2 separate regions of the Sus scrofa genome follow, and region 2 is linked to region 1. Evidence: chromatin contacts called from public HiChIP or PLAC-seq data. All regions are on one chromosome and are shown on one strand. Each heading gives the region's core, a stretch centred on a gene start, on an enhancer-like site or on the middle of the called end of the contact. The rest is flanking DNA. Distances are from core to core; before and after follow the strand shown. Region 1 has its middle 230 kb from the start of KLF4. Region 2 has its middle 460 kb from the start of TRNAE-UUC.

What was found. HiChIP or PLAC-seq counts read pairs in DNA pulled down with a chosen protein or histone mark.
Region 2: an H3K27ac HiChIP or PLAC-seq map of alveolar macrophages shows a contact between it and region 1. The contact joins two enhancer-like sites. A contact is called at or near these places in 2 of 2 datasets of contacts at active chromatin or transcription factors (alveolar macrophages and skeletal muscle).

Annotation. Positions count from the first base shown.
Region 1 is chr1:248,838,297-248,843,669 of Sscrofa11.1, forward strand. No RefSeq gene overlaps it. Among named protein-coding and RNA genes, the nearest start is that of KLF4, 230 kb to the left of the region's middle. Within about 2 kb of position 3,120, at least 15 of the 83 cell types and tissues checked have an H3K27ac peak or open chromatin away from gene starts, as enhancers often do. A contact at or near this core is called in alveolar macrophages, where this site is marked.
Region 2 is chr1:249,071,675-249,077,047 of Sscrofa11.1, forward strand. No RefSeq gene overlaps it. Among named protein-coding and RNA genes, the nearest start is that of TRNAE-UUC, 460 kb to the right of the region's middle. Within about 2 kb of position 2,952, at least 6 of the 83 cell types and tissues checked have an H3K27ac peak or open chromatin away from gene starts, as enhancers often do. A contact at or near this core is called in alveolar macrophages, where this site is marked.

The DNA.
Region 1 (5,373 bases), core at 1,870-4,369:
ATAGCAGCAACAACAACAAAAGACAAAAAAAAAAAAAAAAGAAGCTCTCCTTTTTCTGAACACTCCAGGCTTGGTCTAACATCTGTGTCCTCCTCTGCATGATCACCCTTCTCTCTCCCCTCGCATCCCTTCTACCCAGCAATACCTTGCTTTTAAGAGCCAGCCGACGTATCCCTTTCCCAGTCAATCCGTCCTGGATCTCCTGGGAAGATTACATCCCCCTTACTCACTCCTACAGCAGGTTTCATGGATTTTAATGATGGTCCTTATTATGCTGCACTGAATGAGTTTTTCTTTGTGCATCAGCTTCCCTCTTTAGACAGGGAGCTCACGGGGGATAGCGGCTGAGTCTTGTTTCCCGGTGTGTCCCCATCACCCAGCCCCAGAGCCTGGCATGGTTTGGCCACACAGGGTCCTAACAGTGAAATAAATGAGTGATAAGTATATTCATTCTCTTGATCATTGATGCAACAAATATTTACTGAGTGTCTCTTCTGAAGCAGGCATTAAGCGAGGAAGAAAGGAGATAGGGCTCTCTTGCTGAAGGAGCTTACAGTTTAAGAGGTAAACACACTGACCCACATCCAGGTGTGGTGTGTCACTGCATATTGAGACCCTGGTGCTTGTTTTTCCTCAGCCATGTGGACAGGGAATCACAGGCTGATGTGGGCTTGCATCTCTGAGTCATCACATGGAGAACAGCTGCCGTAGGGAGTTTCGGGACCCATACAACTGGGTCTGTGAGCAAGAATCTGTTGTGATGGTAAGCCACTGAGGTCTAGGGGGCTGTTTTTTTACTGAGGCATCGCCCAGTCTATCCTAAACCCTTGGTGTGAATCTCTTAGATGACAGGAAAATTGTCCTGGCCCGAAATGCAGGCTTGTGCTCCGGAAAAACAAGCCTGACCCTCCCTCTTATTTTGAGGGTCCCAGCTGCCCTTCTGTTTCTCAAAGAAACAGAATCTAGGAGCCAGGGTGTCTGTCTATTTTGGCCCAAGAGAGGGCTCACTGGAAGTGCCCCTTTCAGTGTCATTGCCAAATCCATACAGGGAGCTAAGATCTAGCTGAGGTCTGTGTGGAGGGCTCTGACCTTGGCCAGGGGTCAAAGCTTGCTCTGTTCTCGGGAGGGATGCCTGGTCTTCCTGCCTAGCTGAATACTCCCTCTTGCATGTGCAAGAGGTGGAGACCACGGTTCAAAGCCAATAGCCCTGAGTGGCAGCAAGGAGCCCATCCTGCTTGGGCCTGGCGTGTCAGTGGAAATGGTTCCTTTCCATTTCTCTCTAACTATGGAAACCTGGCCTCTGGACGGTGAGTGGCTATGTGTGTGCGTGCGTTTCCTCAAAATAATTCTCTGAGATCTGCTGCGTGATTCTATTTTACGGATTGGAAGCTGAGGTACAGAGGCTGAGGAACTCAACCAATGTCATGGGTTATTTGGTTGAACGGCTAGAATTCAAAAAGACATCTTCTAGTTTTAAAACTTGGGTTCTTTCCACTACCACTGGATTGCAGCCGTGCATTTCAACTAACAATGGTTGAGAACCTCTCTGTGGCAGGCATCGTGGGAGCACCAGGAATGAATTATGTGCAAAGCTTGCTCCTTGCCCTGGGCGAATTCTTGGTTTGCTGGGGATCCAGATACATAAATGGGCGCTATCAGCGGAGAGTGATAAATGCCAGTCGAAAGCATCAGGGAGGGACCGGCAGAGATGGCTTTCTGGAAGAGGGGCTGTGGGGCTGAGCCCTGAACGCTAAGGGGGAACTTTCTGGGCAGCTACAGGGAGGAGGGAAAAGAATTCTAGGCAGAGACTCAAGCACGTGCAAAGGCACTGAGGTGTGAGACGGCAGGACATGACGTGCAAAGGCACTGAGGTGTGAGACGGCAGGACGTGACCGGGAATCAAAACTCTAGCTGGCGTGGTGTGGAGCAACAGGCAGGGAGTTTTAAATCTACAAGTGACCTGTAGCTCTTTGAGTTGTTTGGGGGCCTTGAATAATTTAGATAATTGCCACACATTCTCCTTTGGCTTCACATCAAAGTCACCCCTTCTTGGCAACTCCTGAAGTGGCTGAGGACGCTGGCTCAGGGCCACTTACCACCACCCCAGCTGGATGGCAGCAGGCCTGCTGCGGCCTCTGACGGCAGTGCCCTGAAGGTACTAACCACATTCCAGCCCTGGCTGCTCTCTGGTGCCGACAACCCCCCCAGGGCCTCCGCACCAGGGAGGGACAGCGATTTTAAAGGAGAAGGTAATTGGCTTTGTTTGGCGAGACTTCGCATAATAGGCTGTGCTCGTCACTTTAAATATTATCGCATTTGAGTCCCGCAGTCAGCTCAAGTGGAGGGCCTTGTCCGTCTGGCTTGTAGAAGAAACTTGGCCTTGTAAGGTTCCACCTGGCTCGTCCTGGGTCACAAGCCTGGCCAATGTTCCTTCCTCAGTCTGGCTTTTAGATTTCAATTAGATTCAAAATTGAGAGGCTTCATTGCTCATATGGGCACGTCTCATATTCCTTAAGTTTTAGGAGAAACTGAAACCCACCCTTGAGCCCATGGGTGGGCCTTTGGTTTTTCCTAGTCACCCCCCCGCCCAGGGACCTGGCTGGCACAACCATCTCTTGTGGCCTCTTTGCTTGGTCAAGTCATGTTACCTCTGTGGCCCCTTCCTGGCTAAGGAGCTCTGGTGACAGAAATGGTAGGTAGCTCCTTCTGTTTTTTTTTCATCCTGGCCTTTAACCCACAGAAGTCACAACTGGCTTTTGGACGAGGCTTCCCCAGAAGAAAGGGAGGAAGGACGTAAAGTATTCGAATGGGGAAGTGGTTCCACAAGGAGGGGAGGGGAGTGCGGGGGGAGCAGGGCTTCTGGGCAGGGGCAGAGGTCCTGGGGAGCCAGGCTGAAGGCAGCAGGAGGCTGGAGGAGCAGGGCAGAGGTGGGGTGGGTGCCGAGAGTGGATATGCTCCCAGGGCAAGGGCGCAGGAGCAGATGAGGAGGCGGAGGCTGGGATGGAGCCCCGGGAGCAGGAAGTCAGCGAGGAGCAGTGGCCGATGGGGTGTTTTGGTTCTGCTTTCAGAAGCACAGCAGTGGTTTGGCTGCAACATTCAAAGACCTGAAAATATGGAAGCAGGCTCTGGGGAAGAGGAGCACTGAGAATAGCAGCCGTGAATACGGGAAGTGCTGAGCCCAGGGCTCTTTGGAGGAGCTGTGGCTTCGTTCTGGAGCCTGTTAGTCTCTACAAAGAGGACACTCAGTTCCGAACTGCCCCCCCCCGGGGCCGGCCTGCAAGGTGGCAAGGGTCACCCAGCTGGTTCTCTCAGTCTTTTGCCCAATATCTTCAATCCAGACTTGTCTGTCTCCGCTCACTATATTTTGCACATCTTAAGGGGCCATGAAAGGAAAAGTTCATGTTAATCATACTGAAGATGTGTTCACTCGGCATGATTTATTGAGAACTGATGTGTGCCCCGTTCTCGAATTCAAGGATGAACTGGAACTCACTGCCTGATGTCATTATATGGTATCGTGTGACCAGCAGCATAAAGAGGCACATACACAGAGCTCTGGAGCCCGGAGAGGAGAGAGACTGAGGGCCCTGAAAGAGCCAAGATCATCTTTCCAATGGGTTTGCAAAGCGTGCACGTGAACTTGACCAAGAGGAAAGCAAAGGGCGGGTGAGGCAGAAGGGCTGCATGTGCTGGGAGGAGATGAAGAGTTGGGCACAACGGGGGAAGAGTCAGGAGTGGACAAAGGTGAAGCCAGGAAGATACAGGGGCACGGACAGCAGGCTTGGGAACTTGAATTTTACGCCATAATAGTGGATGGTTTTTATGCAAATGTTAGATGGGATCTTAGTACTATATTTCAGAATACTAAATTTATGATAGGTATGATAAATAATAACATTAATTACAAATGATGATGGTGACGGAAATACAAATAGCAAGTCTCTTCATCATATGTCAGTGGTGATGGGATGTCACTCCCATGATTAGGTGGTATATATAAACATCCGTCTTAGTGAACTAGAGGCAGAGATTCTTCTGCTAGCCCCGAGGAAACAAACTACCATATTGTGAACTGCCTGTGGAGAGGGCCACGTGCCAGGGATCTGGGGGCAGATTCTGGGATCTGTGTTGGCCTCCAGCCAACAAAGGCTAGGGTCCTCAGTCACACACTGCCAAGGAAATGAATTCTGTCAACCATCTGAATGGGCTTGGAAGCAAAACCTTCTCTAGTCGAACCTCCAGATGAGAACATAACCCAGTCAGCACTTTGAGTGAAGCCTTGGAAGATGCTAAGCAGAGCTGAGTCATGCTGGGACCCAAGCAAACTGTCATAGAAATAAATGCATGTGTTTGTTTTAAGCTGCTGGTTTTGTGTTGGTTTGTTACAGAGCAATAAATAACACAGGGTCCTCTAACAAGTAAGCAGCTTGGGAATCTGCTTCTAGGAAAGTGTAGGTCATGGTAAGGATTCTAGAGTTGAAGACACCATGCACCCCAGCCCCTAATAGCCCTCCCTTGCGTGTCAGCCATGAAAGAGTCAAGCTTTTAGAGTCTTAGAGGTGGGGCAGGTGAAGGGAAGGACAAAGCTCAGGGTTAGGTGGGCCTGGTACAGGGTCATGAATACTGAACCATCTCTCCCGGAAGAAATAGAGTGAGGTTCCTGTGATCCTCTAGTGACAGCATTTTCATCAACCAATCAACATAAAACCTTGTCATGTGTGTTTCTGTTTAGAGACACCTCATGTGATATAATGTTGACTCATTAACACTGAAGTCAAGGCCAATAGCCCTATAACTTGAGCTCGAACAAAGCTTATCTAACCTATGTATTTTCTTCTGAAAGGCACATCATAGCACCTGAGCACTGTGCTCAGAGGCCATTCCAAACACCAGAAACATCGAGGAAAAGCTCCTCAAATGTGAAAAACATGGCACTACATAGACTACAAAAAAGATATTTGTTGCAGCATGAGAGCCCAAACAAGAAGGCAGAGTATCACCTCAACCTCAGCTGGGAACATGCATGTCTGTTGGACGACTCAAATTTTTTGCTGCTTGGGGCATGTCTGTGGATCCCTGTGAAAGTGCATGAAAAGGCTGCAAGCACTGATTTGGGGGTTGCAAATAAATTTTTGTAGAGTGGGTAAATATGCAAACGCGGAATCCTGGAATCATGATTCACTGTCCTTCACATTAGGCCTGGCACACGGTAGGTGCTCATTAAAAAAATGGCAGCTTGTTATATTATCAGGATCAGCATAGAGGCTGGGGATCCAAACACAAGCTCATGCCCAGAGTAAGATGGAGGGAAATTAGGGGGTGTGAAGCCACTCACATCAATGGTTCAGGAAGCCCTGAGCCTCCTTTCTTGTT
Region 2 (5,373 bases), core at 1,702-4,201, 230 kb after region 1:
TTTGCTGTACAGTAGAAATTGATGGAACACCATCAACTGTAATGGGAAAAATAAAAATCATAAAATAAAAAAATTTTTAAAAAACAATCTCACCTGCAACTCAGGCCCAGTTCTCTTTCCTCTGCCCCTACCTCCCTGCACCTCCTTTTTGTACACTGCCGACTTTCTTACCTGAGAATGGGCCTAGGGATGCTCTGAGGTTTGCTATCGGCATTCCCTAACCAAGCAAGCAAAGAAACAAAAGCCTTGCCTGTGTTCAGCCTTTTAGAACATGATGCCATGTTCCAGGTATTACTTCTCTTAAGCCCCAATTCTCTCCTTGTTTCATCCAGGATAAAACCGGTCCTCAAAGCAGTAATGCAATTTGCCCAACGTCTCGCGGCCAGAGGTGAGACGCAGGCCTGAAACCAATTTTCCTGGATGTCTCTTTATTTCTAACATGGGATTGAACCCATGTCTGTATATGAAGTGCACTAGCTCATAGCAGGTTTCCATTAACTGTTCTTTTCCTTTCCTTCTCCTCTGATCTCTCCCAGCAAACCATGCTGTCACTCCCATCATTCCTCCAGCCTGTGTATTCCAGAGAAGTTTCTCAATTTCTTTGTTCCTTTATGAAAGGATGAGAATGCTAAAGAGACTGCCTTCCGCTCAGACACCTTCTCTCATTTCTCTGAGCCCATGTCTTCTGAAGCTCAGGACATGGAGGTGTCCCCTATATATTCCAGCTCCGATGATTCTGCCTTCTTTTTGAAACCACCCTGACCAGGCTGGACATAGCTCCTCGCCCTCTCAGTTACAGCTCTATGGTGAGAGCACTCAGTACCCTGCATGTCCCTGCCTGCGGAAAATAGTACCCATCAGGAGACTGTGCTTCTTGAGAGTGAGACAAGCCTTATTCACATCACATGTCTCTATGCCTCTATGGATTGTCATGAGCCTGGCACAGGGTAGATCCTCAATAAATATTCATTGAATAAATGCAGCAATAGATAAGTACATAAATTCAGGGAAGCAATAGGGAGGATAATGATATGTGCCCTTAATAAACACGCAGAGTTATAGTGGTAAAGATACAAGATGTGTGATGGCAGGATGATCTATGAGATGCCAGACAAAGTTGGGCCACTATTTTCATGGATTTATAAAAAGGGCCCTGAAGAGTTAGCAAGCATATGCCCACACGCACTGTGCTGGTGCTGCACGTGTTGCTGTTTGAGTGGCAGTGGCCGAAGAGAACCTTGCAAAGTAACCTTGTTTATTTGTTATGGAAGGAACCATCCTGCAGTTTCGAACAAACATTGGCACAGAAAAAGCACTCTGGTTAAATTCAGATCAACAGGCAGATTAAAGCCACAGGGAAGTCTACCATTTCCCCTTAGTGGGGTCACCTGGAAATCCCAAGAGGCTCAAGTTGCTCTTACTTCTTCATTTCACTCAACTTCTCTAAGATTCAATTTTCTCTACATTAAATGGAGACATAATAGCAACTGCCTCCCAGAGTCACTGTTAGGATTACGCAGATTAGACAGTGCATGGCTGGCAGATGCCTATCCTGGGGTCTGCCCCCTAGTGAAGGCTAAGTAAGTGGTAGTGCTGCCTGCAATGAAAATGATATTGATGAGGCTGACAATTGATTGCTCCCAGATTCCAGGGCAGCACTGGGCTTGTAGGCTGAGCTAAGGAATGTTTGCTGAAGAACAAATAAAGTTAGATCCTCCAGAAGAAGTGAATCAGGCAAGAGGGATAAACATGTGGAGTGAGTTACTTGGGAAAACAATTGAAGCCAAGACTAAATGAGTTCATGAAAAATCAGGTTTGTTTCTTTATGAGATGGATGAAAAACAGGGTGAGAAAACAGGAAATTGGGATCCCGATGAACCAAAAAGAAGGGCAGTAACTGAAAAAAAAACAGATGGCTGCTTCTTTTTCTTAGCATTGGGTCTATCCCACAACAAATGGGGGACAATTTTATATGAATGATGGTGTGGTCATTTAACTGGGCTGCACCATAAGGCATTCTGGGATCTTGGGGATCCTTTGAGATCCCTTGGCTGGGTAACTGACAAGGTGAGATGAGGCCAAGCCTTGATGAGAAATGAATGGTGGGGATGCACATAGGAGGTTGATTCTAAGTGCTTATTGGGCTACAGTGCCTTCAGTATAACTTGTCATGCTCTGTGCGCTGTGACCTCCCTACCCCAGTGACAAATGATTAGACCAAGATTCACTCTCTGGCTAGAATCAAGACATCAGCAGTTCCCATCATGGCTCAGTGGTTAATGAACCCAGCTTGCATCCATGAGGATGAGGCTTCCATCCCTGGCCTCACTCAGTGGGTAAAGGATCCGGCATTGCCATGAGTTGTGGTGTAGGTTGCAGACGCAGCTCGGATCTCCCATCACTGTGGCATATAGGCTGGCAGCTATAGCTCTGATTTGACCCCTAGCCTGGGAACCTCCATATGCTGCAAGTACAGCCCCCAAAACACAAAAAAGACAACAACAACAACAAAAAGACATCAGATAATGAGCAGTAGCCTGGAGAATCTGGCTTGAGCATCTGCCTACAGGAATACTATGTGCTGATAAAGGGGCACGAACAGGTTCTCTCTAGAGAAGTTGTGAATATGACAATGAAAAAGAGTAGAAACAGTGCAAAAGCTGTGAGTAGAGGGGGAAGCCATTGAAGCTGAAAAGAGAGACAGAAGGTAGGATTCATTAGTACATTACATGCTTGAAGCAGAGGCAGCTATGATATGGAAGAAACAACTTCTTACTGGAGACGCTGGTTCAAATCCTGCCTCTAGCCCTTACTAGCTGGGGGCCTCACAGAGGGTTACTTAACATGTCTGGGTTTGTTTCCTCATCTGTGAAACGAGGAGACAATGCCTATTCATGGAGTAACTGAGGATTTGGTGAGATGACACGTGAGAAAAGAGCAGCCCACAGCACAGCTTGTTAAATGTTTGTTGAATGGCAAATGCCGTTCTGGTGACTAAAGTTCATGCTTGGCTCAATTCTGCTTTTTGCCTTGACTCATACCCCTGTTGTTTGCCAAGAATAGCCTGGTTCTTTCACAAACTAAGAGGGACATTCACAAGGTGGGCTGGCATCTGGTAGAATGCCTTCATCACCAACTGCCCATTCTTGGGAGATGGGCAGTGATAAACAGGTTCTAAAAGGGGGGGGTGGTCCTGGGCACTGAGCATGTGAATATGTCACCGACACCACTCCTTGGGAAAGCAGGGGCACTTCTGAGGGACTGAGGGAGGGACTCATTAGTGCCAGCTGACTGGGCACCCCTGGCAGCAGAGGGTTCGTTATCTTAGCAAGCCTCTGTGCTGCTGCAGGTATCATTTGGGTCAGAGAAGCCACAGGTTTAGGTTTGCTAAATACAGGATTAAATAAGGCAGAATGTTGAGAGGGAGGGAGAAATGAAGGTTGTGGACTTAAAAAACTATATGTTGAGTAAAGGCCGTGATAACTTCCTTATATCTTCCTGGAGAAAAAGGTACACAAAGCTACAGACTTCAAGAGCAGAGAGCACGAGGGCTCATGTAGAGGGCTGTGGAGGGCAGCTGGAGGTTTAAGGGGGGCTGTGGAGGGCTGTGGGAGGCTGCAGGCTATTCAGATGCATCTCTGAGGAATAGGATGCCTCCCTGCATTCAATGCCTGGGCAGTCTGAGCCAGGCTCTCCATGTATTATTTCTCACCTGCACTGTAGTCCTACGTCGTAGAAGTTGTATCTATTTTACTGAATCAGAAACTGATGCTCAGGTTTATCAAGCAATTCATCCAAACTCATGACATTACTGAGAGTCAGAGCTGAGACCTGTCTATCCAAAGAGTATTGTTCTACTGAATCACACTGCTCAGGGACCTTTCTGGTTTATACATTACCTTTCAATGTAAATAGTATACACTTAAAGTAAAAGTCAGAGGAGAAAGACTGCAGGATAAATTTTGTATTTAAGGAAGGTGTTGGGAATATTCTGACCACTTTTCCATTGTGCCTCACTGATCTATGTATTTGACATGTTACTATAAGGGCCCAGCTGCCAAATGGCTCTACCGAGAGGTTCTTGATCTCTCCAAGACATGAAAGTCCGTGGACCCATCTTTCTTCTTGGTTAGGGGCAGCAGCCACGGACTAATGTGGTAACCCCCAGGTGTTCTACCTCTCCTTGGCTCTCTCCACACTAATTTATCTTCCAACATGGAAGCCAGAGTGATCTTCCTGAAGTCTGGCTCTGCTTGATGTTCCAGTTCATGCTCAAATCCAGAAGGCTTATCTCTTTAGTCCAGTTATGTGGTCTGACATTCAAGGACTCCTGCAATTCTTGCAGTCTCCAATTTCTCACCTTCAGCTAATCACAACTGACTAGTTACTGATCCCTAAACTCTGCTGCTCTTTCTCACCTCTGTGCCTTTGCTCCTACCATCCCTAGAGGTTTCTCCTAGGGATAAGTATCAAACGCATAAGGATAATTCAAGCCTGAGGACAAATACTGCCTCTTTCCCTAATTCTACATTCCTTCCCCTTTGCACTGAATATAGTACCTAGAAAATGACTTGTGGTCAAGAAGTTCTTAGATGCTCACGTGTGTATTAATGGAGCCCCTACTATGGAAGCACTGTGCTACGTGATGGAGAATGGTTGAGCAGAACTGCAGGAAACCAAGCTTTTACTATCTGGATAGACAGGTTAATTTTAGAGTGTGTTTTGTTTTGCAATTAGCTAACGTGTAGTGAACTTTGCAGTTTGAAAAATATATTCACGTCCATGCTCTCATTTGATCTTCAACACAGTCTTGTCAGGGTATTAGATCTAAGCCCAGTTCTGAGAGGTTTGAATGATTGGTTTCAGATCACATACACAAGAAGTAAGGCTTTCAACCTCTTAAATTCAAATTACCTATGTTTTTGAATCTGTCAGTTTCTACAGAGCTTGAAGTGTATGTCTTTATTTTCCTTTTTTTAAATCAATTTTTAATTTTTCAACTATATAATGCATAAATAGGATTTTTTAAAAATCAAAAACAACTAAAAGTCTTATAACAAAGACTTTCTCTGTCCCTATTTACCAGCTCTGACCCAATATTCAGACATTTCAACTAGTTTATTAATCAATATTTGTGGGAAAAAAAACTTATATGCTGTTTCTTGATATATCAGTTTTAGACATATGTTGAGCTAAGCATTATTTGTTGACATTATCCTGATAGGGTAATTGAGTAATTAGTTCTTACACACCACCATCTTACTGGGTGGGAAGTGGTATTTCAATGTGGTTTTGATTTGCATGTCTCTAATGGCTAGTGATGTTGAGCATCTTTTCATGTGCTTATTGGTTTGTAGAGCTTCTTTAGAGAAA